Linked DNA regions of Mus musculus: all the other regions are linked to region 3. Evidence: chromatin contacts called from public HiCAR-type and HiChIP or PLAC-seq data. All regions are on one chromosome and are shown on one strand. Each heading gives the region's core, a stretch centred on a gene start, on an enhancer-like site or on the middle of the called end of the contact. The rest is flanking DNA. Distances are from core to core; before and after follow the strand shown.

Region 1 (4,027 bases), core at 833-3,332, 270 kb after region 3:
CTCGGAATATGAAGTAGCTTCCTGTCTGGCCTCACTGCCTCCACCCTGCCCTGTGCTCTTTTCTACCGTCTGCTCAGGACTGTCACCACAGCAGCCATGGTGACTGAAATACCATGGAGATCGTACCTGTTCCTGCTCAGGGCCTCCAGGGCCTCGCCACCCCAGAGTAAAGGCTGAAAAGTCTGAACCATGGTGTTAGCTTTCCTTTCTGCTATGATGGGACAAGGACACTACTGAAAGGGAGAGGGCTTTTTTGGGTTCATGGGTCTGAGGGAACTTCCTGCTGGGAAGGCATGGCAGTGGATGGTGAGGTGACTGTCACAGTGTGCTTCAAGAAGCACAGACTGATGAGTGCTGGTGCTCAGTGTGTGCAAGGCGTGAAACACACACACACTCACACACACTTGAATACACATGTACACCTTCTCACACATGTACATACACACTCACACACTCGAACACACACATGTACGCACTCACACACATACACTTACACACACTTTATACAGTAGGAAACCCTAGCTTGTGGAATGTTCTTCTCTCCCTCTGTAAAACCTCCCTAGAGACTGCCATAGACAAGCCCAGAGGTGGATCTCCTAGGTGACTGACTATACATCAGTCATCAGTCAAGTTGACAGCGGAGGTAGCCATCTGGCTTTTTTCCACTGTGATGCCCCGCTCTGCCTCTTTACTCCTTCCCTCTGCTGGTTCTGTTCCAACCACACTGGCTTTGTCCTCTTCCTTCAGCCCACAAAACATCCCCCGTCAGGGCGTCTGCAGTCCTTTACCCGCAGACTGCCCCACTCGGTTATATGCTCGGTTTCCTTGTGTCCCTTAGTCTTTGCCTGGCAGGAAGGCCTTCCTCCATTTAAGCTGTGTGAAATGCGACTCACCACCTTTTCTCTCCTCACCACACCCAGCACAATCCCTTGTGCCTTGTCTATTTCTCTTAGTGTCTGCCTTCCTACTAGAGTGTTGCTTGGGAGCCAGAGTTCTGTTCTGTTTCCTGTGGAGCGGCCTAGACATTTTAGTACAGTCTGTTGAGTGAGTGAGTGAACTCACGTGGCTGTTGAGTTCCCGATACTTACAGAGCATTTTATGACCTATATGGTGCTCTAGGCAGATCTCTCCTGACCGGTCTGCTCACTTGTAGATCAGATTAAACCCAAACCTCATGATATTTAAAGTGTGTTGACTTCCTTGATAACACCATCTAGTTTCCTTGGGAGAATTTTTTTTTTTTAAGATTTGTTTATTGTTAAGTATGTTGGTGTTTTGCCTGATGTGTTTAAGGGTACCAAATCCTTTGGGACTGGAGTTACAGACGGTTGTGAGCTGCCATGTGGGTGCTGGGACTTGAACCCAGGTCCTCTGGAAGAGCAGCCATCTTAACCACTGAGCCATCTCTCCAGCCCTTCCTTGAGGGATCTCAACTACAGGCATTAAATTCTATTTCCCACCTCGGGTTGTTTGTTAGTACCATGGGACCAAGCTCAGGCTCTAGAGAACACTCATTTATTTTATCATTAGTCCCATAGAGCTGACGCTTGGGAACTTTATTGATTTCTGTTTATTGAGTTCCTACCGTAGCTTTGTTAGGAGGCCTGCCAAGCATTTCACTTGCTCTGTCCTTGGTGGCAAGGGAGTAGTGACATCCCATGCTGACGGTGCCCCCTGGAGCCGAGCAGCGCAGCAGTAATGGCGAATCTGAAATGCCAGCTTGTTTCTCTTTACAGGATTGCCTATTTATTTACCTCCTGCCCTGAGTCCAGTCTGAAGGCTCCACAGGCTCCCCTTGCCTTGTGCTCAGATCATTAGGTCTTTCTGACTACTGGATGTCATCTTTTTTATTAGTACAGCTGTGTGTGCTTGTTCCCAGTTTGGTTCTACTTCAGCCACCCCCTTGGCTCTCCTCCCCAGCTGTTTCAGTTTGTCTACTGCTGAATTTCACGTCACTGCCAGCAATGAAGGAGAGCAAAGGCGGCTGTCTGTTCATCAGGCAGCGGGTGACACATCCACTTGTCAGCCTGATCCTATTGAGTGTTGACTTCAGAGGATGATCAAAATACAGATGGTATCTGATGCTGAATGTTTGGGCTTAGCAGCACGCAGATGTGGTAACCCCTTATCACTTTGGGCTGGCTTACCAGTCCACAGAGAAGACACAAATAGGAAACTTTGATACACAGGGCAACGGAGCAGAAATTTGGCCCTCATTCCACATTCTTGACATTACCGGGTCTAGCTCACAGTGAAGACTAGCTTCTTGAGTCCCACCTGTATGGGGCTCTGCCTTGGGTCCATGCAGCTGGGAGCCATACAGCTGGTGACTTGATGGTCATGTCTTGTCATTCTGAATGGAGCAGACATGTGGCTGTAAAGCCCTGTGCTCATTAGGTTTTCACTTTCACCTTGCTTTCTTGTCCTGTTTAAGGACCCAGCCAGAAACCCAGAGGTTAGGGGTTTATAAACAGAACAGTTAGCTGAAATACTGTAATACCTTATAACTGGGCCTAAGAAGGCTCTCTCCCAACCCTCATGCCAGCAATTTATGCTTTTTTTTTTTTTTTGAGGCAGAGTTTCATATAGCCCAGGCTAGCCAGAAGCTCTCTATGTAGCAGAGGATGGTATTGAACTTGTAATCCTCCTGCCTTCCCTTCGTTAGTGTTGAAAACCACACATCTGTTCTGTGGTGTGCTGGAGACTGAAGGCAGGACCTCCTGTGTGAAGCATTCTACCCACAGAGCAGGGCCCTGGGCTGTGCTATGTTGTATAGAGCATTCGTTTAGATTATTTGATCTATGGTGTATATTTAAAAGTCTTAGCATTATTTGATTCCTAAAATCACACATTTTGTTGATATCTGATTATTATTATTATTATTATTATTATTTTGCTTATTGTGAAGCAGACAGGTGACTGTGCTGTCAGGCTTGGTGGCAGGCCTTTCCCCACTGAGCCTGTTCACCAGCTCTGGATTTATATCCTTCAGAAGTTAGAATCCATCCATTTCTAATCTCTTTCTCATGTTTAGGTTGTTAATTTTTTTGAGACATGGCTGGTCTCATGTGGTCAGACTGGCCAAGAGCTTGATGTATAGCTAAGGATGACCTTTCTTCCCGATCCTCCTGCCCCGCTCTCAGTACTGGCACCGTGGGTGCACACTGAGTACCCAGCCTACCGACCCTTTCTGTATATCATCGCTGCCTTTCTGCTTCTCATCCTACCTTGATTTCTCCCAGCACTACAGCTGAGAAAGGTCCTGTTGTGGCTGAGGCAGGAGGATTGCTGTGAGTTTGAAGCCAGTCTGAACTACCTGAGACCCTCTCTCAAATTTAAAATAAATAAATAAATAAATAAAGGAAAGGAAAGTTCATTTTTGCAATTTTCTTTCTTAGAAAGTTGTTTGCAAGGCTGGAGAGATGGCTCAGCGGTCAAGAGCACTGACTGCTCTTCCAGAGGTCCTGAGTTCAATTCCCAGCAACCACATGGTGGCTCACAACCATCTGTAATGAGATCTGATGCCCTCTTCTGGTGTGCCTGAAGACAGCAACAGTATACTCATATAAATAAAATAAATAATTTTTTAAAAAGTTTTTTGCAGTTGTCTTTTATCTTTAGGTGAGGCCTAAAGACGCAGGTTCCTACAGTGACTGGTTCATGGGACAGGTGCCTGAAATGATGGTCTCCAAAGGCACCCCTCTCACTCTGAGCTGCACACCAGGAAGTGGCTTCAGGAAGCAGGACTTCTCACCAGGAATTCCAGAGCTGAGAGAATGAAGCCCTGGGTCAGTGCAGAGCTGCAGGGTGAGGCTGGGGGCGGCTACAAGGGGCTTGGAGAGAGACTGCATTTTCAGTCCAAGGAGCTAATTCACAAAAATGGCCTCTCCCTGTGAAGGGAGTAAGGCCCTTCCCAGCTCCTTGGTGCTTTGGCGCTGGCATTTGAAGTATGTCCATATGCATGTTAACGAACCGCTCCGAGACAATCTGATTATGCAGTAGTTACTCGGTGAGAGTAGCGCCTCGG
Region 2 (3,961 bases), core at 304-2,803, 490 kb after region 3:
GCGCCCTTCAAAGACCCAGACTGACGCAGAATCTGAATGATTAAGGACCCTGGGAGCAGGGAGCAGAAAGGAAGAAGACAGAAACAAGATAACAAAAGGGTCTCCTAGGCACCCAGTGACTTTATTTCTTCTGGTGAAACAGGAAACACTGTACTTGAAGTCATTAGCCTCAGCTAAAGCACAACGTGGACGCTGGACTCTCAGAGACCCGCGTAGAGAGGACAAAGGTGGCCATACTTCCCCAAGTCAGACACCTTCTTCCCATCTCCTTCCAAGTAAGGGCTGCTGTTGTAGCCCAGCAGCAGAACACTGCCTAGGATTCAAGAGGCAGGGTGAGGTTCACTTCCTAGTACTGCCCCAAACAACAACAAAATAGTAACAATGGGTAATTAATACACAGTAGAAACATTTTAGTCATAAAAACGTCTATATAAAAACTTTTTAGCTGGACCCCTACACTTGGAAGGTGAAGGCAGGAGGACCAGAAATTCAAGGTCCCCCTTAACTTCACAGCAGGTTCAAGGCCAGCCTGCGTGCATAAGACCCTGCCTTAATCTTTTCTTTAAAAAGGAAAAAAAATTTTTTCCTTAGGACAGAAATGGTTTATTTGGTAACAAGGAATGAGAAGAAATTAACTTTTTTTTCTCTTTAACTTTATAGTTGATTTTGTTGTTGGTTTTGGTTTTGTTGTTCTTGTTCTTGTTGGAGACAAGGTCTCCGGAGACAGTGTAGCCCTGACTGATCTAGAACTTGCTGAGGCGATCCTGTGACCTCTATCTTCGGCTTAAATTTATTTTTAGAAACTACATCCAGCTTAAAGGCTTTTTTAAAAAAAATAAACGATATAACATATACTGTAAAGTTCACAAAGCTAGATTTTTACAGGAATAAAAAGTGAAAAAGAGCCGGGCGTGGTGGCGCACGCCTTTAATCGCAGCACTCAGCGGATTTCTGAGTTCGAGGCCAGCCTGGTCTACAAAGTGAGTTCCAGAACAGCCAGGGCTCTATAGAGAAACCCTGTCTCGAAAAAACAAACCAAACCAAAAAAAAAAAAAAAAAAAGAAAGAAAGAAAAACTGAAAAAGTAACCACTGCTCAGCCCACAGCATCAGAGAGCCTTTCCAGTAACTAGGAGGCCTCTTTCTGATAAATGCTATGTGCTTTTGAATTAAATACCTGGGCGTGAATCGTTTTCTTCGCGTGTGATTTTAGCATGGTATTTAACCTCTTTGGATTCTGGTTAAGCCGTCTGTAAAGACTCCAGGGATTAGCACCTTTAAACTTGTTGAATTAAAAGAGCTCGTATAATATAAAACGGCTATCTCATCGCCTGAATGCAATAAACGGTAATTAGCAGGCAAATGCAATAGAGACTGACGGTAAGCAACTCCCACTTCCTGCCTGCCTTTCGCTCGGTTTTGAAAGTAGCTCTTTCTCGTGCCTTTTCTCCTCGCTAGCTCCTCCCACTGCCGTAAATGGCCTGCCCCGGCTGTCGTGAAACGCCCTACCCCCGCCCTCCATGTGGCGAAAACGCAGTCACGCTTGACGGCGCGAGGTGGCTCAGCCGCAAGATGGCGGCGCTGGCGGAGGAGCAGACGGAGGTGGCGGTCAAGCTAGAGCCTGAGGGACCGCCGACGCTGCTACCTCCGCAGGCTGGCGACGGCGCAGGCGAGGGGAGCGGCGGCACTCCCAACAACGGCCCCAACGGCGGCGGCGGCGGGAATGTGGCAGTGGCAGCGGCGGCCGGCGGGGACGGCGGGACCCCCAAGCCTGGGGTGGCTGTCTCCGCCGCTGCCCCGGCGGGGGCGGCCCCGGTGCCCGCCGCTCCGGCGGAGGCCGGCGCTCCCCACGACCGACAGACCCTCCTGGCCGTGCTGCAATTCCTCCGGCAGAGCAACCTCCGCGAGGCCGAAGAGGCGCTGCGCCGGGAGGCCCGGCTGCTGGAGGAGGCGGTGGCGGGCTCCGGAGCTCCGGGAGAGTTGGACGGGGCCGGCGCGGAGGCGGCCAGCGCGCTTCTCAGCCGGGTCACCGCTTCAGTTCCCGGCTCTGCGGCCCCCGAGCCTCCGGGGACGGGCGCCTCGGTGACCTCGGTGTTCTCGGGTTCAGCCTCAGGTCCTGCGGCTCCGGGAAAGGGTGAGTCTCGGGCTCCCGGGCTGAGGAGCGCCGGCTGGAAGGGGAGCTAGCCGGGAAGGCGAGGGCTGGCGGGCCTGCACCTCTGCGGGCTTGTTTTGAATTTCCTGGGCCCGCCTCTAGGGCCACACGCCCGCCCCTTTCGCTCCTGCGCCGGCTGCGCAGTCAAACCCTCTTCTGAGCTGTCAGTTCCAGCCAGAGGCTGAGCAGCAGGGCTGTGGAGTCGAGGGAGGCGCCAGGGACCGGGGATTGACAGAAGAGGGGAACCTTAGGGGTTTCGGGGTTTCTGCTCTTACTTAGACTTAGGAACCTAGGATTGGGTTCGCGTGAACACGAGTATCGTACTGTCACATTCCCATACTACTATTGTACAGCAGGTACTTTCCGTGTCTTGATTTTTCACAACTGTATAGTTCTCATCTCTCCTTTTGAGACGAGACAACGGACTTTTTGAGCAAAGCCGGAAGGGCTTGCTTTGGATAACACCTCCAGAGTGGAGGTTGTAAGTGTTTCTTAGAATGTGGGCTGAGAACCGCTGGTGTTAAGTGTTTTAGAGGATTTCTGAGCATCACTTAAGGCTTATTAAACTCTGTAAGGGCAGAGTCTGGGAATCTGCCTTGCAGAGCTTTTGAAAACTCTTAAGTCTACGGGCAGGAGTGGGGCAGACCTTTTTGTCTCTGTTGCTTTTTCTTGTGTGATGTCAGTTAAAGGTTTTTTTTTGGGGGGGTTATTTTATTTTATTTTGCCTTTTTACTAAGTAAGTTATTACGAGTCTAAGATGTAATGAGTAATGTGCCTAGTTCTGAAAGTTTAGTTCCTGACTCCAGTTACTGACAACCCATGTCCACGTTTCTCCCAGAAACTTGTCACAAATCCATATCGTAAAACACTTTCGGATGAAGACGCTTGCTGCCATGTATGATCCCCTGAGTTGGGTCCTCAGAACCGACACGGTGGAAGGAGAGTCCCAGCTACCTGAAACTTGTCTTTAATATACACCAAACTTAAAAATTTTAAACTCGGGGCTGGAGAGATGGCTCAGTGGTTAAGAGCACCGACTGCTCTTCCGAAGGTCCTGAGTTCAAATCCCAGCAACCACATGGTGGCTCACAACCATCTGTAATGAGATCTGATTCCCTCTTCTGGTGTCTGAAGACAGCTATGGAGTACTTATGTATAATAATAAATAAATCTTTAAAAAAATTAAACTCAGGAGATCAGTAACTATTGAATTAAGTTATCCAGGTTAGTGGTTCTAGACATGTTAATCTGTTTCAGTGAGAGCATTGCCAGACAGGGAGTTTGAACACATGACACTGTGATCCATAAATAGAACTGTGTCTTGTTTATAATGCCAGCACTTGGGATGCTGAGGCAGGAAGGAGAATTACTGTGAGAAAGCCATCCCCAGCTAAATATAGTAATGGGGGAAGGGGGTGATAAGTAAAAATATGTGGAAAATGTAACTGAGGAGGGTCTTTTCTATATGCTAAATTTTGTGACTGTATAGTAACAATTTATATTATTATACTATTTTTCTAATATCTCTCATCTGTCAAGAAACTTGACTTATTCTTTTAGATCATACTCAAGAAACCAAGGAGAAAAAGAGACCATGAGAATGACTACAAAATTATAACCTTAATTATAATTTTCTCAATAAAGAGTAGTATAATCACTTTTTAAAGAACATAACAGGATATAACACTATAACTGTAGTTTGCCAAAATTTTCAACATCCAAACTCTAATTTGATTTTTAAAAAAGCATTATTGTTTTGTATTGCTATACTGCAAACAAATACTCAGGCTTTCTACCTTGCAGTGATTGGT
Region 3 (3,638 bases), core at 1,133-3,632:
TACTTCCCAAGTGCTGAGGTTACAGGGTTACAGGGCTCCTTTCTCAAATCCACTTATTTTCTGTGTAAATATTTATATCTGTACTCATTTGTTAAGATAAACTTAGCCTTTAAATGGGCAGCTCATGTATAAATAATAAAAAGAAAACACTAGTTAAAATCTGTTTAGCCCGAGGTTAGGCAGAGCTGTAAATGTAACAAGTGTGAAGTGTGATTGACAACCTCAGATTAAATAATTCTACTTAACAATTTGACACTGTGAATTTTTGTTTTTTTGTCAAAATTCACTTGCTCAATAGTATGACCAAAGAAGATGTGTAGTTTCCCCCCTGCCTGTCTGTCTATTTTCTTCTTTAGTTGAGAACATGTCTCATTTATCCCAGACTGGCCTGGAAATCAATACGTAGCCCTTGCACTTCTTCTGATCCCCCTGCCTCCATCTTGAGCTGGGATTGTAGGCAAGTACTAGTACATTCAGTTCTATGCAGGATTTAGTGCTTGCTAAGCAAACCTCTACTCACTGAGCTATACCCCTAGCCCTAGGCTTTGCTTCTTTTTTTTTTTTTTTTTTTTTTAAAGATTTATTTATTTATTATATGTAAGTACACTGTAGTTGTCTTCAGATACACCAGAAGAGGGCATCAGATCTCATTATGGGTGGTTGTGAGCCACCATGTGGTTGCTGGGATTTGAACTTCAGACCTTCAGAAGAGCAGTCGGGTGCTCTTACCCACTGAGCCATCTCACCAGCCCTAGGCTTTGCTTCTTAAGTCAACAGAAATGCCTCAATATTTTCACAAAAATATTGTGTGTGTGTGTGTGGGGGGGGCAACAGGAACCTGTTCGGAGCAGTTAGTAAGCCAACCAACCTGTTCTAAATGCCTTAATATCAAGTTTTCTTTGACTAGCTCTAAAAATATTCATTTCCCCATAACTTCATTTTTACTCTCCATCTACCGCGTACAGAATCAACAAGGGCAGAGAGATGTTCAGCAACGCTCAGTGTTCATTTGCCAGCATCCACGCGATGGTTCCCAGACATCCGTAACTCCAGTTCCAGGCAACCAAAGCTCTCTTCTGGCCTCTGCAGGCACCAGGCACACACGTGGAGCACAAACATACATTCAGGCTAAACACCCATACATATACATTAAATAAAATAACGATTTTAAAAAATCAACAAGGAACCGAGTGTTTCTGGTCAAAAATCTGTCACACATCATACACTTTGGAAAAGCCTTAATTAAGGTTAACGGAGACAAGGCTTGCTTCAAATTGATGCTCACTTTCTATTGTTCATTCTTTTTAGTTTGAGGTGAAGACCTTTGGTCCTCCTGTGGCCTCAGGCAAAAGGACACTGCAAATTTGAAGGAAAAGCTAGGACACGGGAGGTTAATTTGCTTCTATCTACATGGAATAAATACGGAGCAAAAAATCGCTCATCAACAACCATTATTTCTTCGCAGAACTTTCAGCGATTAAGTTGGGACTGCAGGAGCGCACCCACCACAGAGACATCCATTCCCAGCGGTACCTCTTATTGTCCTGGGACTTACTCCCTACACACCTCTCACTCAGAGACGCGAGCATCTAGGAAAGCCAGGTTACAGCTCCCTGGTGCTGCCAGGGTGATCTCAAAGACAGTAGAGCCGCGCCTCTCCCACTTTTGGCTGGTTCTCAGATGAACCCCACAGTCCCGAGGCGCCGAGAGGTCGACTCTGCAGTAAGATCTGAGAGCTTGGTCTGATCTCCGCAGCTCTAGAGTCGCCTTCATCCCAGTCCCTAGAAAGATGATGGTGCCCAGGCTTCCCCGCTAGCCAAGCACTCCATGCCTCGAATCTATCGCAAACCCCTCTTTTCTCTCCAGGCCTAGGCCTCCCTCCAGGCCCACTTTAGGGGCTCCTCCTTCGCCCCTGAAACCGATCTAGAACCCCAAAGATCAAGGCGAGCCCCATCCCACGTCCTCCTCGGCTTTACGCGCAGCGCCCCGCCCTGGGACTGGTGAAAGGAGGGGGGGTGACTGGTCAGCTCTGGAGGGGCCAGGGCCCCCACACTCACCATCCTCAAGCCGAGTCCCTCCTCCTCCTCCTCCGCCTCCTCCTCCTGCCTCCCCCGTTACCAGGGGTAACTGCTGCGGCGCCGCCCCTGACGTCCCTCGCACGCACAGCGGAGGAACGGAGCAGCGGGATGGGGCGGGGTTCTGCTCCTCTCTACCCAAAGTGCGCAAGCGCGCCAAAGCGCCCGCCCATTGCGCAGGCGGTCTCGGGAGGGGCGGGAGGGCGGGGCGGGCTGGTGAGCGACCCAGCGGGAGGTGCAAAGCCGCCCACGTGGCTGGCCGGAGCCTGTGGCCTCTGATTGGTCGGAAGTGGGGGCGTAGGGCGAGGGGGTGGTTCCCGGGCCTAGCCGCGACACTTCAGTTCTGCTTTCCTGGTCAGCTTCGCCTGGTGGCAGTCGCGGGGTGCATCCCTCTGGGACCAGGTAAGAGTTCGCAAGTGCAGCCAAATGCACAGCTACTCCTAATCCCCGCGCCTCCGAAGGGAGCGTGGTTCTGCTCTGTTGCGGCTGCCAGGCGCTGCGTGCTGGACTTGCATCTGCAGAAGCCGCGTGGCCGGAGGGACCCACCAGGGCTCCAATGGATTCTTCCCTTCTGACCCCGGTTGTCTTCGGGTGCCAGGCTTTAGGGCTCAGGAGTTGCGGCTACGTCTCTATCTCCACATTCTTGTTAGAATCCAGGATAGGTGATTTGTACTGTGTTGGGGGAGGTCGCCTGAGAGAGGGCGAGAGATAGGGAGGTTGGGGACCGGTCCCTAGCATTGAGGTTAGCTGGCAGCGGGAGTGTTAGATTGTTTGGGATCTGCTGGATTTTGCTAAACCGGGTTAGACTGCAAGCGCTACCTCCCGCTCCTCTCACGCCCAGGGCCGACCACAGGACCTTTGTGGCATGTTGGTTCCCGACAACCTGCCTTCGTGGAAATTGCATTCTTCCTAGTGGAATGTTTTTTTTTATATGAGGTTTAATTTCCTTACAACCCTAGAAATCGGTTATTGTAGATGATAAGAGTCCGGACTTGAACTAACTTGTAAACTATTTTTTTTTTTTACTTGTAAACTATTTTATAGTGTTGCTTGTAAACACTGTGGCCCAGGTAGGAGTGCTGTTTGCCCCCGGGGACTGAACTCAGAATGCAGGGGTTTGTACAGGGTAGGCAAGCACTCTGCCACCGACCTACATACACTACACCCCACACCTCAGAGCTGTTTATACCTGTTAATAAGCAGAGAACTCTTCCAACAGCTCATAGTTTAGGTAGAAGTGGTATCTCTGGAAGTCTGTTGATGTGTGTTTACCTGTTATCTATCTTACAGGTCCATGTATGTCACGTACATAGAGAGCAATTCCTGTCGCAAAGAAAGGGTGACATATTATTATTATTATCAATAGTTTAATCTGGGGTTCAGGCGTTACCTCTTTCACCAACCTAGTTGCCATTACTTAAACAAAGGCAGATTTTTCCAGTATGGGTTTTCAGGTTTGTTGTCGTTGTTGTTTTGAGAGTCTTACTATGGAACTCTGGCTGGCCTGGAACAAAACTATGTAGACCATACTGGCCCTAAATTTGCACAGGACTGCCTCCTTCC

Evidence for each region. HiCAR-type assays count read pairs that join an accessible place to other places. HiChIP or PLAC-seq counts read pairs in DNA pulled down with a chosen protein or histone mark.
Region 1: a contact with region 3 is called in an H3K4me3 HiChIP or PLAC-seq map of the SCID.adh cell line, with 2.8 times the contacts expected there. The contact joins the enhancer-like site here to the promoter of Sfxn2 in region 3. A contact is called at or near these places in 2 of 39 promoter capture datasets (cranial neural crest and hippocampal neurons), 1 of 15 datasets of contacts at CTCF or cohesin (the NIH/3T3 cell line), 10 of 484 Hi-C or Micro-C datasets (the AML12 cell line, the CH12 cell line, the HPC-7 cell line and 7 more), 4 of 115 datasets of contacts at active chromatin or transcription factors (the 230-238 cell line, the SCID.adh cell line, embryonic midbrain and 1 more) and 4 of 9 other capture datasets (adipose tissue, embryonic stem cells, liver and 1 more).
Region 2: a HiCAR-type map of astrocytes shows a contact between it and region 3, with 4 times the contacts expected there. The contact joins the promoter of Taf5 here to the promoter of Sfxn2 in region 3. A contact is called at or near these places in 5 of 39 promoter capture datasets (the SN4741 cell line, cranial neural crest, hippocampal neurons and 2 more), 1 of 484 Hi-C or Micro-C datasets (erythroblasts), 9 of 115 datasets of contacts at active chromatin or transcription factors (the SCID.adh cell line, astrocytes, bone marrow-derived macrophages and 5 more) and 1 of 9 other capture datasets (liver).

Annotation. Positions count from the first base shown.
Region 1 is chr19:46,844,624-46,848,650 of GRCm38.p6, forward strand. The region is part of intron 1 of Cnnm2 (cyclin M2); the gene reads left to right. Among named protein-coding and RNA genes, the nearest start is that of Cnnm2, 85 kb to the left of the region's middle. Within about 2 kb of position 2,083, at least 28 of the 459 cell types and tissues checked have an H3K27ac peak or open chromatin away from gene starts, as enhancers often do. A contact at or near this core is called in the SCID.adh cell line and pancreatic islet, where this site is marked.
Region 2 is chr19:47,066,195-47,070,155 of GRCm38.p6, forward strand. It overlaps Taf5 (TATA-box binding protein associated factor 5), which reads left to right and starts at 1,554. Exons shown (of 11, transcript NM_177342.3): 1 at 1,554-2,132. The coding sequence starts at 1,571.
Region 3 is chr19:46,570,983-46,574,620 of GRCm38.p6, forward strand. It overlaps Sfxn2 (sideroflexin 2), which reads left to right and starts at 2,383. Exons shown (of 12, transcript NM_053196.3): 1 at 2,383-2,477. It overlaps Arl3 (ADP-ribosylation factor-like 3), which reads right to left and starts at 2,200. Exons shown (of 6, transcript NM_019718.3): 1 at 2,058-2,200. The coding sequence starts at 2,060.